Regions from separate parts of the Mus musculus genome. Here region 2 is linked to region 1. The links are chromatin contacts, called in public Hi-C maps. All regions are on one chromosome and are shown on one strand. The core of a region is the stretch at or near the end of the contact, and the rest is flanking DNA. Distances in the headings are between cores, read along the strand shown.

Region 1 (7,560 bases), core at 1,653-4,152:
GGACACAGTGTACCCCAAATGATTGTGGGGGACAAGCAAAAGTGTGCTGAGGGAGAGTGATGGGGAGAGATCAGACAGCAACCAGACCATGGGTGTCGCACTTCAGATTGTCAACACTACCTGGGGGCAGTTGGAACTGTGTTATGCCTTTTAAGCAGAACAATGGTACATGCTCTCTGATTTACCCTGCGCAGAATCTTGGCTACAGCAGGGAGGGACAGCAAGCTCATTAACTCAGAGTAATAGATGTTACCTTAGTCTGTCTGGTGCTAGTAATATTATTACATAATTCATGAGGCCAGGTAATTTATAAAAAAGAGACAGTAATCCCTCACAGTATTGAAGGTTGGGTCTGAGATCAGCGTATTAACCCGTTCCTCGAGGGCCTCCTTTCCGCATCCCCCTGTGACACAAGGGACAATTCTGCATTCTTCCCCATACTGCAAAAGAGAAGTGAAGCCACCCACTCCCACAAGACCCTCTGGTAGCATTGTTGACCCACGCATACGGACGGAACAGAATGGCCCAGACATCTTCAGCTTCACTGTGCAGGATCAGGATTCAATTTCCAACGTGAATTTACCACAGATGGCAGCCATTCCCATTTATTGCTGACACGGCACCATTCATAGCACCTGTGAGTCTGGAAACAGTTTGCGGTGCTCTTCAGGAGAGAGCAGAGGGACAACTGGGGGCTCTGTGCAGCAAGTGATTCCAAGTGTGACGCAGAGGCCACTCTGGGAGTGGTGAGCTTAGAGGGTCTAGAATCTGAGGAACTCACTCTAAGCCAGCCATTGAGCCAGACACATTGTGGTATTTGTCTAGTTTAATCCTCAGAGCAAACATACAGGAATATTGTTATTTAAAATTTTTAAAGGACTTTAAGGATGGAAAAATTGGAATCTTCCAGGGGTTAGTTATCCTTATCATGGAATCAGAGGGACCCATACCGACTTCTGCTTCCCCACTGATGTGTAATACCAGATGTGCCAAGGGGCAAAGCTATGGATTAAGAGATGTGTACACAGCAGCCCACAAAGGGGCCAAAGGCTAGCTGATGGGAGTCAGGTAGAGACTCTGTGGGAAGAACTAGCCCGTATTCATTGTGTGGTCCATTCTCTTTCCTTCAGTAAAGGCCACCCCAGGTCCCTTCCATCCCCTGGGAAAACTCTGTATAGCACTCCCTTGATCCCTTTGGGACTCATTCCTGTTTTCACAGTGACAGTGACCCCTGCTATTCCTGGGGGGGGGGGGCACACTTGGCTGCTACATCGCCCTTCATTCTCACTGTTGTGGCAGAAGTGTTCTCTCCCTCTCCCTCTCCCTCTCCCTCCCTCTTTCTCATTCTCTGCTGAGCCTGCAACCTTTTCCTTAGGTTCAGAAAACAAAGGTATTGAATCTGAGGGCTCTTGGGAATGGATTAGGTGAAAGGACTTTGGGATCAGATGTTATCACTCCAGCATCACGTCAAGGGGAAGCAGCTGGGAACCAAAAAAAACAATACACAAAACCCCCCACTGTCTCCTGAACTGTCACCTAGTCACCTCACTTTTAACAGCCAGCCACTCTATTGACTCAACCCCAAACATGGACTTCTAAGTACTCCAGAAGTTGCCCTGTGGGAAAATCTGGACTCCTATGACTCATATGGTAGACTGACTCTCAGAGATTGGACTTAGTATAGCAGGACTGTACTAAGACCCCTTCTATAGACCTGGTCCAACCGTGAATTTGCTCTACTAAGTACTGTAATACCCTCCCACATTACCCCCAATCTTTCTCCCAACCAAGAGCATGCATACACACACCCTTTCCAAGAGACTGACAGTCTTAAGTGAGGAGGGGAATGGGGATTTGCAAGGACAGCAAGTCCTACATAAGATGGAAATAATAGAAGTCAAAACCGGTGGTTCTCAGCGCCAGCGACAAGTATAAATCCCTAGAATGCACCTGATGTCAGGGACATGGAAATACAGAGAACACCGATGCTCAGAGCTCACCTGCCATACAGAAAGAGCAGCTCAAGAAATCAGGAGACTGATCCTAGGACCAGAGCACTCAGCTTCTCCTGGCTCTGTCACTGGTCCAAGCGGCTAGCAGCCTGAGACCCAGTATTCCACAGCCCAGCTAGGATGAAACTGACAGACCAGGAATGGATCTATTGGAGATGTAGGTCCTGAAAACCCTCACCTCCTGTCAAGGCCTTCAACCCTGATTTAAATAATAATAGAACTCAGTTGAAAGGAAAGGTGAATGAATTGAGGAGGTTGTAAGGGAAAAATACAAAGAAACAAAGTACCTAGTTTAATAAACATGTTTATTATCTGACAGGTCTATACAGGTATACAATGTATCTTGATCACATGCACTGCCCTGTGCCCCTCCCGCTACTGTACAGGAATTATAGGCACTGCGTGACCAGAATTACATCCACAAAGCAGCTAGGGATGACGACCCAAACTGATGGAGCCATTAAATCCCTCAGTGATTCCCTGCTGTCATCAGAGTAAAATCTATTTCATCTTAGGTTGCTGAGAGACCAGAGTCCTACTCACACCCACACCGTTTTGCCCAGCCACACCCATACTGTTTGGCCTCTCCATTTTGGTACTCGCCCTGGATTCTGCAGCCCTGAACCTCTCCCTCCTGCCACTATTCTGTGCAGGATTTGTTGTTGTTGTTGTTGTTGAATGCATTATCGACATCGGGCTATGCTCTCATGCTCAGGTTCATACCTGACACTTTGTATGCATGATCTCTCCTGATCCTCTCAACAAACGTGAGGCAGGGATAATTATACCTATCTTACAATAAAAGGAGCTGAGGCTGAGAGGTACAGCCGCGCCTGTCCGAGGTGAACACTGCTAAGCCATGTCTTCCTTCCCACACTGAGCCTCCCACCAGTCAGCCTCAAAGCCGGCCAGCACAGGACAAACAAGGACTGCCAGGAGTGCCAAGGGCAGCACAGACCTCAGAAACACTGAGGAGGAGAAAGACAAAGAGGCCAGGTCTCTCAGGGATGTAAGAGAGAACTGGCCCAAGGTGATCCGCTCATCCCTATCTGCCCAGGTTTGTTGGATTGTAGCGCTGAAAATCTCCCATCTTGGGAAGCCATCACTCCTCGTTTTAAAAGTAGTATTCTGCCTTCCAGGGTTATCTCCATTCTCAGGGCCAGTCAAGCAAGGTTGGTTCGTCACCCAGACTCAGGTCAGCTTGTTTTGTCCGCCAGAGGATGTGATCAGAGGCAGACAGGGTTGTTGGGGATTTTTCCAGAAGCCGCATGAACGTTACAGTTCAAATAATCAAACTGTGAGACTCCATTCAAGCATAAAGACACCAAAGGGGGAGCTGAAAAGAAAGGAGTCCCTACCACGAGCAAGATTCCAGGTCAGGAGCCAGACACACACACACAAATTCAGATAGGTAGCTATCAGGTTTGCTGTATTTTCCAGCTCCTACCATACTGCCTGGAGCCCTGAAATGGACAGATGGATTCATGCATGCATGCAGTCACGCATGCCCGGGCCATCATGTCTAAATACTAGCTTCTCTGCAGCTTTCGGGCAGAGCCTCACACAAACAAGTCTAATTTCAATGTTGCAACTGCTGGGGGACCAGCTGGATACCTGGAAGAAGACCTAGGAAGAAGGATGGGGAAACCTCGTAAGTCTGGCTTCTGCCAGAAAGAACAATCAAGAGTTTGATGCAAAAGGACTCCTGGTGCTGGTGTTTTGCGGCAGTTTGTCCCTGTGGCAGTTTGACCAGCCAGCCATTTTCCTTCCCTTAAGCTTGATGTCCCAGACTCTGACAAACATGACCAAGAGAGCAAGGCTTATACGGAGCCCGTTTCAAACGGCCTCATTGTGAGGAGCTCTCCAGCAGCCAAAGTTGAAGATTACTTAAGAAATATGTTCACTGGGTAATCACTTCAAACTTGTAGAGAACTTCTGACTAACTGTTCCAGCCACTGCTGGCAGTTTCTCTGTAGTCGGGACTGGGAAGCAGCAGCAGCGCCATCTTGTGGCGCTTTTGAGAACACCACGGGTCTACGTCTGTCCCTTCAGCTGTCTGATGTGTACCCGTGCTTTCTGAAAATTCACAATTTTATCTTAATAAGGATATCTTGTCGGGCTGCTTTGCAATCTGGTCCACTCACTTCTCAACCTTTATAAAAATAGAAAAAAAAGTAAAAATCAATGCCCCAATTCAGAGTGGTTGCAACACTGTGTAACCTTGATATTTTCAAGAAAACTCGATTCAGACAGGCCTGGTGGCACACACCTATAATCCCAGAACTTGAAAAACTAAGGCAGGGAGATTGCTATTAATTTGACACCATCCAGGACTAACTTTTCTGTCTCAAAAATACTACTATTAAACAGAAAACAAAAATTCTACTTCCCGCAGGGCATGGTGGCACACACCTTTAACCCCAGCACTTGGGAGGCAGAAGCAGGCGAATTTCTGAGTTCGAGGCCAGTCTGGTCTACAGAATGAGCTCCAGAACAGCCAGGGCTACATAGAGAAACCCTGTCTCAAAAAAATAAAATAAAATACAATCTACTTCCCTGAGAAATACACATTGCTCTACCTGGCATATGCGCTGGTTCAGATCCAAACTATAGAAAGGTCACAGTTCACAAGCCATCCACTGTCTGCCCACGGAGACACGGTGTTGCCTGTTTGCCTCTATTGACTACCACCTTAGTTTTGAGATGTGATCTCTCACTGAGCCTGGAAGTCGATTGTTCAACAAGACTGGCCACCTAGCAAGCCCCTGGAGACCTCTTGTGTCATCCCCTCTACATGTGTACTTCACCACGCATGGACCCACACTTGGATTTTTTTATTAGGTATTTTCTTCATTTACATTTCCAATGCTATCCCAAAAGTCCCCCATACCCCTCCCCACTCCCCTACCCACCCACTCCCACTTCTTGGCCCTGGCGTTCCCCTGTACTGGGGCATATAAAGTTTGCACGACTAATGGGCCTCTCTTTCTACTGATGGCCAACTAGGCCATCTTCTGATACATATGCAGCTAGAGACATGAGCTCTGGGGTACTGGTTAGTTCATATTGTTTTTCCACCTATAGGGTTGCAGACCCCTTTAGCTCCTTGGGTACTTTCTCTAGCTCCTCCATTGGGGGCCCTGTGATCCATCCAATAGCTGACTGTGAGCATCCACTTCTGTGTTTGCTAGGCCCCGGCATAGTCTCACAAGAGACAGCTATATCTGGGTCCTTTCAGCAAACTCTTGCTAGTGTATACAATGGTGTCAGCGTTTGGAGGCTGATTATAGGATGGATCCCCGGATATGGCAGTCTCTAGATGGTCCATCCTTTTGTCTCAGCTCCAAACTTTGTCTCAGTAACTCCTTCCATGGGTGTTTTGTTCCCAATTCTAAGAAGGGGCAAAGTGTCCACACTTTGGTCTTTACAGGTGTGCTGGGGATCTGCTCAGGTCCCCATGTTTATACAGCGGGCGCTTTACCAGCTGAACTCTTTCCTCGGACTCCAAGATGGCTTTTCTCTTTTTTTTTTAAACTAACAAGAGCATTCATTCACTTAATAAATATTAATGGAGTGCCCACTATATCCCAGGCCCTGTAGGTGGTGGATATACAGGAAAAGAAAAACAAACATGAGAACTATCTGTTATGGCACTTATAGTCCAAGCGAAGAGATGTTATAAACCAAGAGATTATTGAAATGCTAATGCCAAAGAGAAAGTGCCAGTACAGACATAGATATAACGGGTCAAGGAGCGTGATGTGCTACAATGGGTCAAAGAAGGCTATTAAAATACTCAACTAAAAACTATGCCTGAATTCTCTCCCAAGAAACCCAAAGAACATGGATACCCAAGACACTGTAGTGATGGGCCTGATAGGAGCTGATTGCGGGAACCATAGAGTTTGCCTTGACCTTCTCTCTCCATCCCGAGTCTTAATGGGGCTCCTTTTCGCCTCCCCACCCCCATGCAACACTGGGAACAGGCACTACACTTGAATTTACATTTACACATACACTCACACAATTGATTTCTCATGTCTTTGTGCTGAAGAGGAATTAAATTATGTGCTGGCAAGAACTGCAGCCGGATGGAGCCCTGCTCAGGGCGGGAAGAGTGGAAAGGCTCTTTAAAGAAAACCTTATCTCTGACGTTCAGGCGAACTGGATCAGTACTGGAAGCAACTGAGGCTGCCCGTGGGCAGTGAGGTTTCAGCCTGAGTCTGCCCATAGATGGGAGGATGGAGTCAGAGCTCAGCCCAGCTGGGAGACTTCATAGGTGCAGAAATTCAGACTTGAAAGGAGCCTTCGAGCTCACCTCCTCCTGATGGAACCAGCTAGCTGTAGAGCCTAACCCAGCCTCCGCCTCCGCATGAATCACCAAATTCACTTCCCTGAGCCATTTCACCACGTGTGAAATGAAATTAAGAATCTCCACGTTGGGGCTGGTGAGATGGCTCAGTGGGTAAGAGCACCCGACTGCTCTTCCGAAGGTCCGGAGTTCAGGTCCCAGCAACCACATGATGGCTCACAACCATCTGTAACGAGATCTGACGCCCTCTTCTGGAGTGTCTGAAGACAGCTACAGTGTACTTACATATAATAAATAAATAAATCTTTAAAAAAAAAAAAAAAAAAAAAAAAAAAAGAATCTCCACGTTGCAAGGAGCCTTTGGGTATGTTCTGTCCCCCAAGAATACACTCCTCCCTGAGAATCCTGCTCCCCCACCCAACATACCCAGCAGTAGCTTTTACCAGACGTGATCAGCTCATTTTTTTTTTTGAAAAACAATGACTCAAAAAAAATTAGGATTTTTATTTATGTTACTGATACAAAGTATAAACTTTTTAGCATGTTTACTTCTCATACAGAAATAATCATTGAATAAATTGACAGAAATGGACAGTTCATTTTTACAAAAAAAAAGTAGCCATCTAGTAAATATGCAAGAAATAATGAAAAATGAAAATAACCATTAGGCCAATAGCACCATATATAATTGTTGCAAGCAAGATATTTCCTAAACATGAGAAAAGAAATAGTAACTTGGCCAGAGAAGACTGGTCAACCTCATATTTACCCTCTGACACCCCACACAATAAGACAGACCTGTAATAAGCTGTCTGAAGAAGGGCAAGCCTATATACCCTGTGGTGTTGATAAAAATGAATAATCTCCTTCTAATCACAAGGAGACACCTGGCAGGCCCAGATTGAGGGTCATTCTACAAAATGATTGGTCTCTAATCTTCAAAAACACCAAGGTCATGAATGGGGGTGGAAATGAGAAACTCAAAACTGCACAAGATTAAGAAGATAGGTACAGGGAGGAAAAACCACTCTGCAATCCTGGTCAGAAAAGAAGTGCGTTAGTGGGAAAAGCGGCTGCATTCAAATCATGTCTGTAGCTAACAACAATGTCTGGGTTGATTTCGCTGGGCTATCAGTTATGAACGGAACTTAGAGAAACAATAAAGAGGGCATGATGTAGGTGCATCCTTCCCAAAGTCCTGCATCCTACACAGAACACTGTTAACAGCTTGGTGTG
Region 2 (7,560 bases), core at 2,607-5,106, 300 kb before region 1:
GCATGAATATTACCTAAATTCACTCAACAACTAGAAAATCCAAGTAAATCCATTATCAGAGGAAAAAATGTTTTAATTGGTAATTCTGCTTTAAAATATATAATAGCAGATGTTCATAAATGAGTTCAGTCAAGCTTTCAAAAAAAGAATTATGCAGTACATACTATTCCAAAATATGAACCAAAGTTCCTCAATGACAGAGCAAAAATAGAATACCAAGTCTGTGTGTGTCTCTCTCTGTCTCTTTCTGTCTCTCTGTCTCTGTCTCTGTCTCTGTCTCTCTCTCTCACACACACACACATACATACACAGAGAGAGAGAGAGAGGGGGAGAGAGAGAGAGAGAGAGAGAGAGAGAGAGAGAGAGAGAGAACATCTAGACTAATCATTTATAAATGAAAAACATTTTGCTAAATTTCAATGATCATATTCATCTGACTTTTAAAGGCAATGTACCATGTCTAACTGTATGCCAGAAATTTAAAAATAGTTCAATATTAAGAGTCTATAAGAAAAGGAAGAAGACATAGTATCGCCTTAATAAATATTGAAAAATCATTTCACAAAATTTAATATTGATTCTTGATTAAATAGTCTGAGCAAGGTACTAATGGTCAGACATTGTGTTAGAATAAGAGTTAAACTCATGAATCCTGGGCACTGCAAGGGTTCCCCTGTGCTCACTTCTTTACCCAGCAAAGAGAAAGATCACGGTTTCTTCCTCCTGTCATTCCTACTAGTTAAGGCCAGATGCCAAGTCCTGGCCAACGAGCTTAAGTAGAACTGATGTGTCCCAGTTTTATGGCAGAATGTGCTTCCTGCCTGGTGAGAGAGCCTCCAGCATTTTCCTTCCCTGCCTCATCAACCAAGGGAGTGCTTAAGTTGTAGGCAGTCCAGGAGTAGAATGAGTGACTGATGGATCGCTGAATGAGCACGTGGAAGCCAATCACATCTAGAAGCTAATCACCAGAACTTCTGTATGTGATAAAGAAATCTTGTGATCCTTCACCATTAAACATTTGAAGATATTACTAAAGAGTGCCCAGAGAGTAAACATATCAAAGAATGAAAAAAATTTAAGGGTATTTCTACTGAAGTCATGAATAATTACGTCTTTTATTCTTATTCTTCTTTATTTATTTATTTTGGTATTTTTGACTAATGTCTGTATAACCAGTGAAATTTCAGCAAGTAAAACTAAGGCAGTGGTAATACAGTGAATGCTGGGTAACAAACTAGCCCCAACCATTTTTATTTTAGTCATGACTGTATAGCCCAGGAATTCAGAAGGAGTTCATTGGACCATGCTACTTAGGCCCTGTTATACAATCAGGTGTCTGTAAAGTCAGAAGTCATCTTTGAATGGTTTAAATCATGTCTGGTAGTTGTCAAAAAATAACAGATGAATGTGGCAGCTGTGAACATTGGCTGTTGGCTGGGAGAGCAATCAAAGTGGCCTCTCCAGAATGAATGTCTTAGTGTCGCCAAACTCATTACATTGCCCCTGGATTCAATCAGAAAGACTATCCTAACATGTTCTCGTAAGATTAGTAATATATATTTAATTTGACTTCAATCAAGCCCATATAAATCTTTTAGTAGATATCTTTAAAAATAATTTTTAAATTATCTGAACAAATGAACAGGTGAGAGTCACCAAATAATTTTTAAATGAGCTACAATGATGAAAACCATGTAATACCATTGTAGGAATATAGTTTAGTCAATTCCTTGGAGCTCGCTTGTCACATTCAATGGTAGAAAGCTGTGTTGACATTTATCAATGTATAATCTGAATAAAACTTGTTTTATGTTGTCAAGTATCCATTGATCAAAGGCAGGGGAAAATTAGAAGGGGGAAGTCTTTTATAAATTACCTTATCAGAATTTTGTTGCCTTCTGGGTTTAATTTCATTGAGGGGGTTTTGCTGTATCCAATGTATCCATTAATGCTAGTATTTAAGACTGAAATGTTCACATTATTCCTTGTCCTGACTTTTAATTACACAAGTGGCACATGAATACATTCTCTCTGTGATACAATTAGAACATGTGTGATAAATTCAAGCCTTATTTAGCCACCAACTCCAGTCTCAGCCCCTCTCCCTATGAAAATAGAAAAATCTCTGGTCTATCCTCCTTTTCTTGGCCTTCTCCCTTCTCTGAGCAACTTGAGAACAGACATCCCCAGCTCACTGCTGAAGGCATCTGAACCAGTGTCAATAAATGGCCTTTCCTGGTTGAGAATATGCAAACCAAAGATAGAAGTAAGTTAAGACTTACTTTAATATTGTTAGTGGGCTTGAAAAAAAAATGATTAAAGCTTCCCCCAGGACTTACACATCACTCCACAAGGTACAGCCAACAGGTTCTGTGCAAAATAAGAAGCCAAGCGAAGAATCTTCCTCAGAGGTGACTCCATCTGTCTTTCTGAGAGTAGCCTTGGAGAGTGATCAGCCATCACTAATGCCTCCAACAGAGGCCCACAGGGACACCCAGTCAGCTTTGGCATTCCATTCCCCAGAGATGACTAAAGCTGCCCCAGGGTCATTGAATAAGCATGAGCTAAAGGCTCCTCAGAGAGTCACCATATGTCCTAACAGACTGTGGCTCCCTACAGAGGGGAAATGTGCTAAGACAATTCCTGTCCTGCTTGTCAGAACCAGAAAGACAGTAGCCTGGCCACAAGAGCCAAAGGGAGCCACAAGGGATATACTCTCACTGAGAGAAAAATGTGACCAATTCTCCTTACCACTGCAACTGGAGAAATGAAACATCTGAAGGTGTTTTCTTTGAATAGATTGAGGCATATTCTAAACTCCTTGGAAGATTTAATAATTGCAACCACATTTTAAATTAATGCATCAGAGTTTATTCTCTGCCAATACCAGGAGAAAGGCCTATCTCTGAAGCATGCACCGCAGAATGCTCACAGGGTCTGAGGATGCAAACTGTGCTGCCTATAGAAGTCACAATTGCTCTCATGATTAGATTTGAGGCCTGATCTCCAGGACAGGATTCATGACTGGTGCTATAAACATAGTCAAAACCCAATGCTAGGGAAGTCATAGGTCTTAAGGGAGAACATATTATTATTTTTCTAATGGTCAGGTCAAACTGCTTCTAAATATTTGTGTTTATATCCCATGGGTGTGTATTATTCCCGCCTTTGCGGTGGTGAGTGGCAGTGCAGGGATGGACTGCTCTCCAAAGTGCTGAGTATGTGTAACTGTGAGTGCTCAGCTGTAGAAAGGCCATCTGGATCTACACCCACCCCCAGCAGCCGAGTTGCAGGAACATTGCAGAAGAGAGAGAAAGGGTTCAAGAGCCAGAGAATGGGGAGGAGGGCTTCAAAAGATTGTTCTCCAGACATGGCATGGCTGCTATAAATATGGACTCACAATGGCAGTGATTACCTGCACAAGATCACGCCAGTTAAAAATTCCAACATGGAAGACGAAGACACTCCTGTTGTGCCACCCCTAGCTAAAGTACTATTGGCAGCTGATGGCTGCTCAGGTATCAAAGTCAGTATTTTCTTTAGGATTATGGCTACTGGGTGGTTGGCCATGCCTCAGTGGATGACCCTAATGCCTATGGGCATATGGGCAGCAGAAATCAGACTCAGTGGGTTACAGAATAATAAGTAAATAAGCCAGCAGATTGGGAGGGAGATGTGATTAGGGAATCCTGAGGGGAGATGATGGGAACAGTAGGGGATAGATATGATCAAGATACATTGTATACATAAATTTTATCCAGACATGTATGAAATTTTTAAGCAATATGTTTTTAAAATCATAATTCACCAGGAAGTAGTCCTACTGACTCATATAAGTCCAGTCCAAATGGTCTGAAATCAGATGTTGATCACTGATGCCTGAAGTATTGTTGGGAGCCGCCCCCACATTCGCCGTCACAAGATGGCGCTGACATCCTGTGTTCTAAGTGGTAAACAAATAATCTGCGCATGTGCCAAGGGTATTTTATGACTACTTGTACTCTGCCTTTCCCGTGAACGTCAGCTCGGCCATGGGCTGCAGCCAATCAGGGAGTGATGCGTCCTAGGCGAAATATAACGCTCCTAAAAAAGGGGACGGGGTTTCCGCCATTCTCTCTCGCTGGCATCTCTCTGGCTCTGCGCGCCCTGCGCTCTCTCGCTGCCTAAAGATGTAAACAATAGAGCGCGCTCTGCGCCCCGGCGCGCCGGAGCTCTGGCTCCTAAAGATGTAAGAAGGGGGCTTTCGTTTTTGGGGTTTGGGGTTTTTGCACTCCTGCTCCTGAAGATGTAAGCAATAAAGTTTTGCCGCAGAAGATTCTGGTCTGTTGTGTTCTTCCTGGCCGGGCGTGAGAACGCGCTAATAACAAAGTATGAAATGAGATTGTAGTATTCTGCACTGGAATATGGATTACCAAAGAGTCGATCAAACAAAATTTCTAGAAACCATGGCCCACTACAGGAAAGAGAAGAGCCTACAAGGTATGCCTGCCTTTAGTAAAACAGAAAAAGTGGAGCTTCTAGGTGGGCCCCAGCCAGAAATCAAACAAGTTGTAGCTTAAGAGGTTAAGGTATTTTGTATGTAAGAAATAGCCTCCATAGAGGTCACAGGAAGGGGAATTAAATGCATATAATGTAAGAGATCCAGTTATGATGATCTCAACTTTACAAGTCAATGAGGACCCACTCCAGAGATGCACTCCCCACCCCGCCTAAGCATCCCAGAATGGTAGCTTCCAACCTTTAGAGAGATGGACTAACAGCTGGGAATTGGTTCCGGTATTCCCCAAGACTTCAGAAAGAAAGAAGAAAAAGAGAGGCAGTAAAGAAAGGGAGGATGGGAGATAAGGGGGAAGAATGGAGGGAAGGGGAAGGAGGGAGGAAAAAAGAGGGAGGGAAGGGAAGAGAGACTGACTAGAAAGAAGAGGAGAAAAGAGACTTTATATCATGGGCTAGATAGAGGGCTGCCTGACTTGTATTAATTAATCCCTCTTATCCATCCCATAACACAAAGCTACCAATCTTTTGTAATAAAACAAAAGGGACTCAGGTCCATGAAGGACAACTCTAGCCTTTCAAATTATCCCTACCTGCTCTTTGTAATTTCCAGCCTCGTCTACTAGAAAGTCCTTCTTGCCCAGGAATCACAAAACTTAAATTCCTGTGACAGATCTATTGTGATGGGTACGTTTCCTAAGGGCTCTTAGGGACTGACTTGCTCTATGTAAAACTTGAGAATAATAATTTCCATCTCATCAGGTAAAAAGTCTCAGACTACATAACTAACAAATATATTTGGAAAGCTGTAAATTTTTGAAAATGTGAATTACTACTTTTATTAGACTATCAGAAGAACTAAGGGATATGCCGCAACCAAAATACTTGGCATAAATGACTTAAGAGAGGAAAGATTTATTCTGTCTTGTGTTTTCAGAGGTTTTAATCTATCATGACAGAGAGGGCCTGGTACTGAAGAACAGTCATTGTGACAGAAAACAGAGAAAGGGAATATAGAAAAGGGCCAGGGAAAGATAGAGCCCCCAATGGCACAGGTCCAGTGACCTACCCCTTTTAATAATCCCTGACTCTTACCCATTCCCACCTGCCAATAATGCCAGCACATTATGAATCCATCAAAGGACTGGTATATTCCCCAGCTCAAAGCCCGCATCATCTCACTGTCTCTGGAAAGCCCTTCACAGATATATCCAAAGTTATCCATTATTAATATGTTAGTTGTTCCTCGGGTCAATCATGTTGACAATCAGATTTCCCATCAGAAGAGGACAAAGAGGATTCTGCAAGATCAAGAAGACCTCTCTTTCTTCTATGGAGAGGAAAACAGAGGTGTTATTGCATTTTCCAAGAATTAAAAGAATTCATTAGTGTTCAAACATTACTCACTAAAGCAGAAGCATCACCACAATAAGTGCAAGAGAACCAAGTACTAACACCCAGGTCTGAAGCCCCCAGGCCTCAGTTTTCATGTTTGAAAGTTTCTACTTCCTTCGTATGTTCCGTCTTCTACCTCCCAGGTTGAGGCAACAGAGCATATGAGCTAAGGAACTTTAATCGAGACACACTTAAGTTCCATTCTGCTCCTGTAGCAGTCTCTGGGTGTCCTTTGTCATCCCCTCCCCCTTGCTGCTGGATTTATTATATCCGATCAACAAAATTGCCATTAACAGAGGTCAAAATAGCCATAGAGGACAATTTCACGGGCTTTGGATGAATGGAATACTGGCCTTCCTGTTGGGCGCTCCCACTTCTCAGCCTTGGACCAGCATCCTGCATGCCAGCATCTCTTCCCTGAGGTTGACTATTCCACATGATGCTTCTCAGGCCCCACGCTTAAGCATATTACATTGTCAGGCTGGGGTGGGGTCAATCTCCTTTCTATCTTCCTGTCATCTCATTCCATCCACACAGCCTGTTTGAAAGGCAGGGTAGCACAGTATTGGGTAGTAGAAAAAGCTAGCTAATTAAGAGTCCAGAGAATCTGCTACTGGCTTCCAATGTGGCCTGGTACAACATCATCTCCCTCACTGGAATCATCCAGAAAAGAGGCTACTGAATAGGATCAATTTTTCTTCGTTCTAGGTACCCAGATCCACTCTATTAAATCTTGGGAGCTCTCTGGGCATTGGGACCCTTTAGCTCTTCCCAAGGTGAGGCTTGTTCAAGAACTAGCCTTTTGGGTTATCTGAAGGTTCCCCTGCTCCAAGTTTTACTAAATCTGAAGAAGTATGGGAATTCTTGTGAGCCTCCTGTGCAGAAAGAGAAAAAGGAAGGGAGCTTCTAGAAATGGGTGTTAGGGCTCATTAGGCCTTGTTGGGGGACAGTCTGTCCAGCCAGTCTCCACCCCCTGCAGCGAGAAAGATGCCTAGACTCTATCAGGGCCCAGCTGGGAGGCCATTTAGTTTGGAGAATGGTTTCCTCTAGGTCCCTCTCGGAAGCTTCTTTCACTGATCCTGGGAACTGAGGCTTTTCATTTTAATTAGCAAAATCTTATGACTGCCTTTGGAAATGAGCCTCTGTTCTCATTTCCTCCACAGACTCTGTCAGCCAAGATGGGGAAGGAGGGAATGAGAAGGTGACATGGGAGCTGTTATCTGGTGTAATTTCAGGGCTGGCAGGGGGCTCGGAGGATGGGAGAGTGGCTGAGATTGCAAAGGAACCAAATCATGTACTTAAGAAAATGGCTTTATGGCTGCAGGACTTGGTGACTCAGGTTAGTGACTCCGTAGGACTGCCCTGGTGCAATGGAGAAGATTAAATGATAGGTCCACCTAGCTACAGGAACCCAGGAGGTAGATACATCATATCTTGAACCTTTTCAGAGGAGGGTGGGGATACATTTTCCAAAAAAATGGCTATATATGGAGATAAACAGAGGATGGTATTTATCTAATGCATATTTTATAAGTCTAGGTGTCTAAAAATGAGAACAAGGGCTCTTTTGGTCATCTCATTAGCTCCCGGTTTATTGAAGAGAAGCAGCTTTACTGAAGTGCATACATCAGTGATCTCGGGCCGCCTTTCTCTGGTGTTCAGCAGGAGGGC

Evidence for each region. Hi-C and Micro-C count contacts between places; a contact is called where the count stands out from the background.
Region 2: a Hi-C map of cerebellum shows a contact between it and region 1, with 2.6 times the contacts expected there. The contact joins two enhancer-like sites. A contact is called at or near these places in 1 of 39 promoter capture datasets (liver), 1 of 15 datasets of contacts at CTCF or cohesin (pro-B cells), 36 of 484 Hi-C or Micro-C datasets (adipose-derived mesenchymal stem cells, brain, cerebellar granule neurons and 21 more) and 10 of 115 datasets of contacts at active chromatin or transcription factors (SST interneurons, astrocytes, embryonic forebrain and 6 more).

What each region holds. Positions count from the first base shown.
Region 1 is chr2:161,211,318-161,218,877 of GRCm38.p6, reverse strand. No RefSeq gene overlaps it. Among named protein-coding and RNA genes, the nearest start is that of Chd6, 110 kb to the right of the region's middle. Within about 2 kb of position 2,902, at least 10 of the 459 cell types and tissues checked have an H3K27ac peak or open chromatin away from gene starts, as enhancers often do. A contact at or near this core is called in cerebellum and neural tube, where this site is marked.
Region 2 is chr2:161,508,452-161,516,011 of GRCm38.p6, reverse strand. No RefSeq gene overlaps it. Among named protein-coding and RNA genes, the nearest start is that of Gm35374, 120 kb to the right of the region's middle. Within about 2 kb of position 3,856, at least 50 of the 459 cell types and tissues checked have an H3K27ac peak or open chromatin away from gene starts, as enhancers often do. A contact at or near this core is called in cerebellum and neural tube, where this site is marked.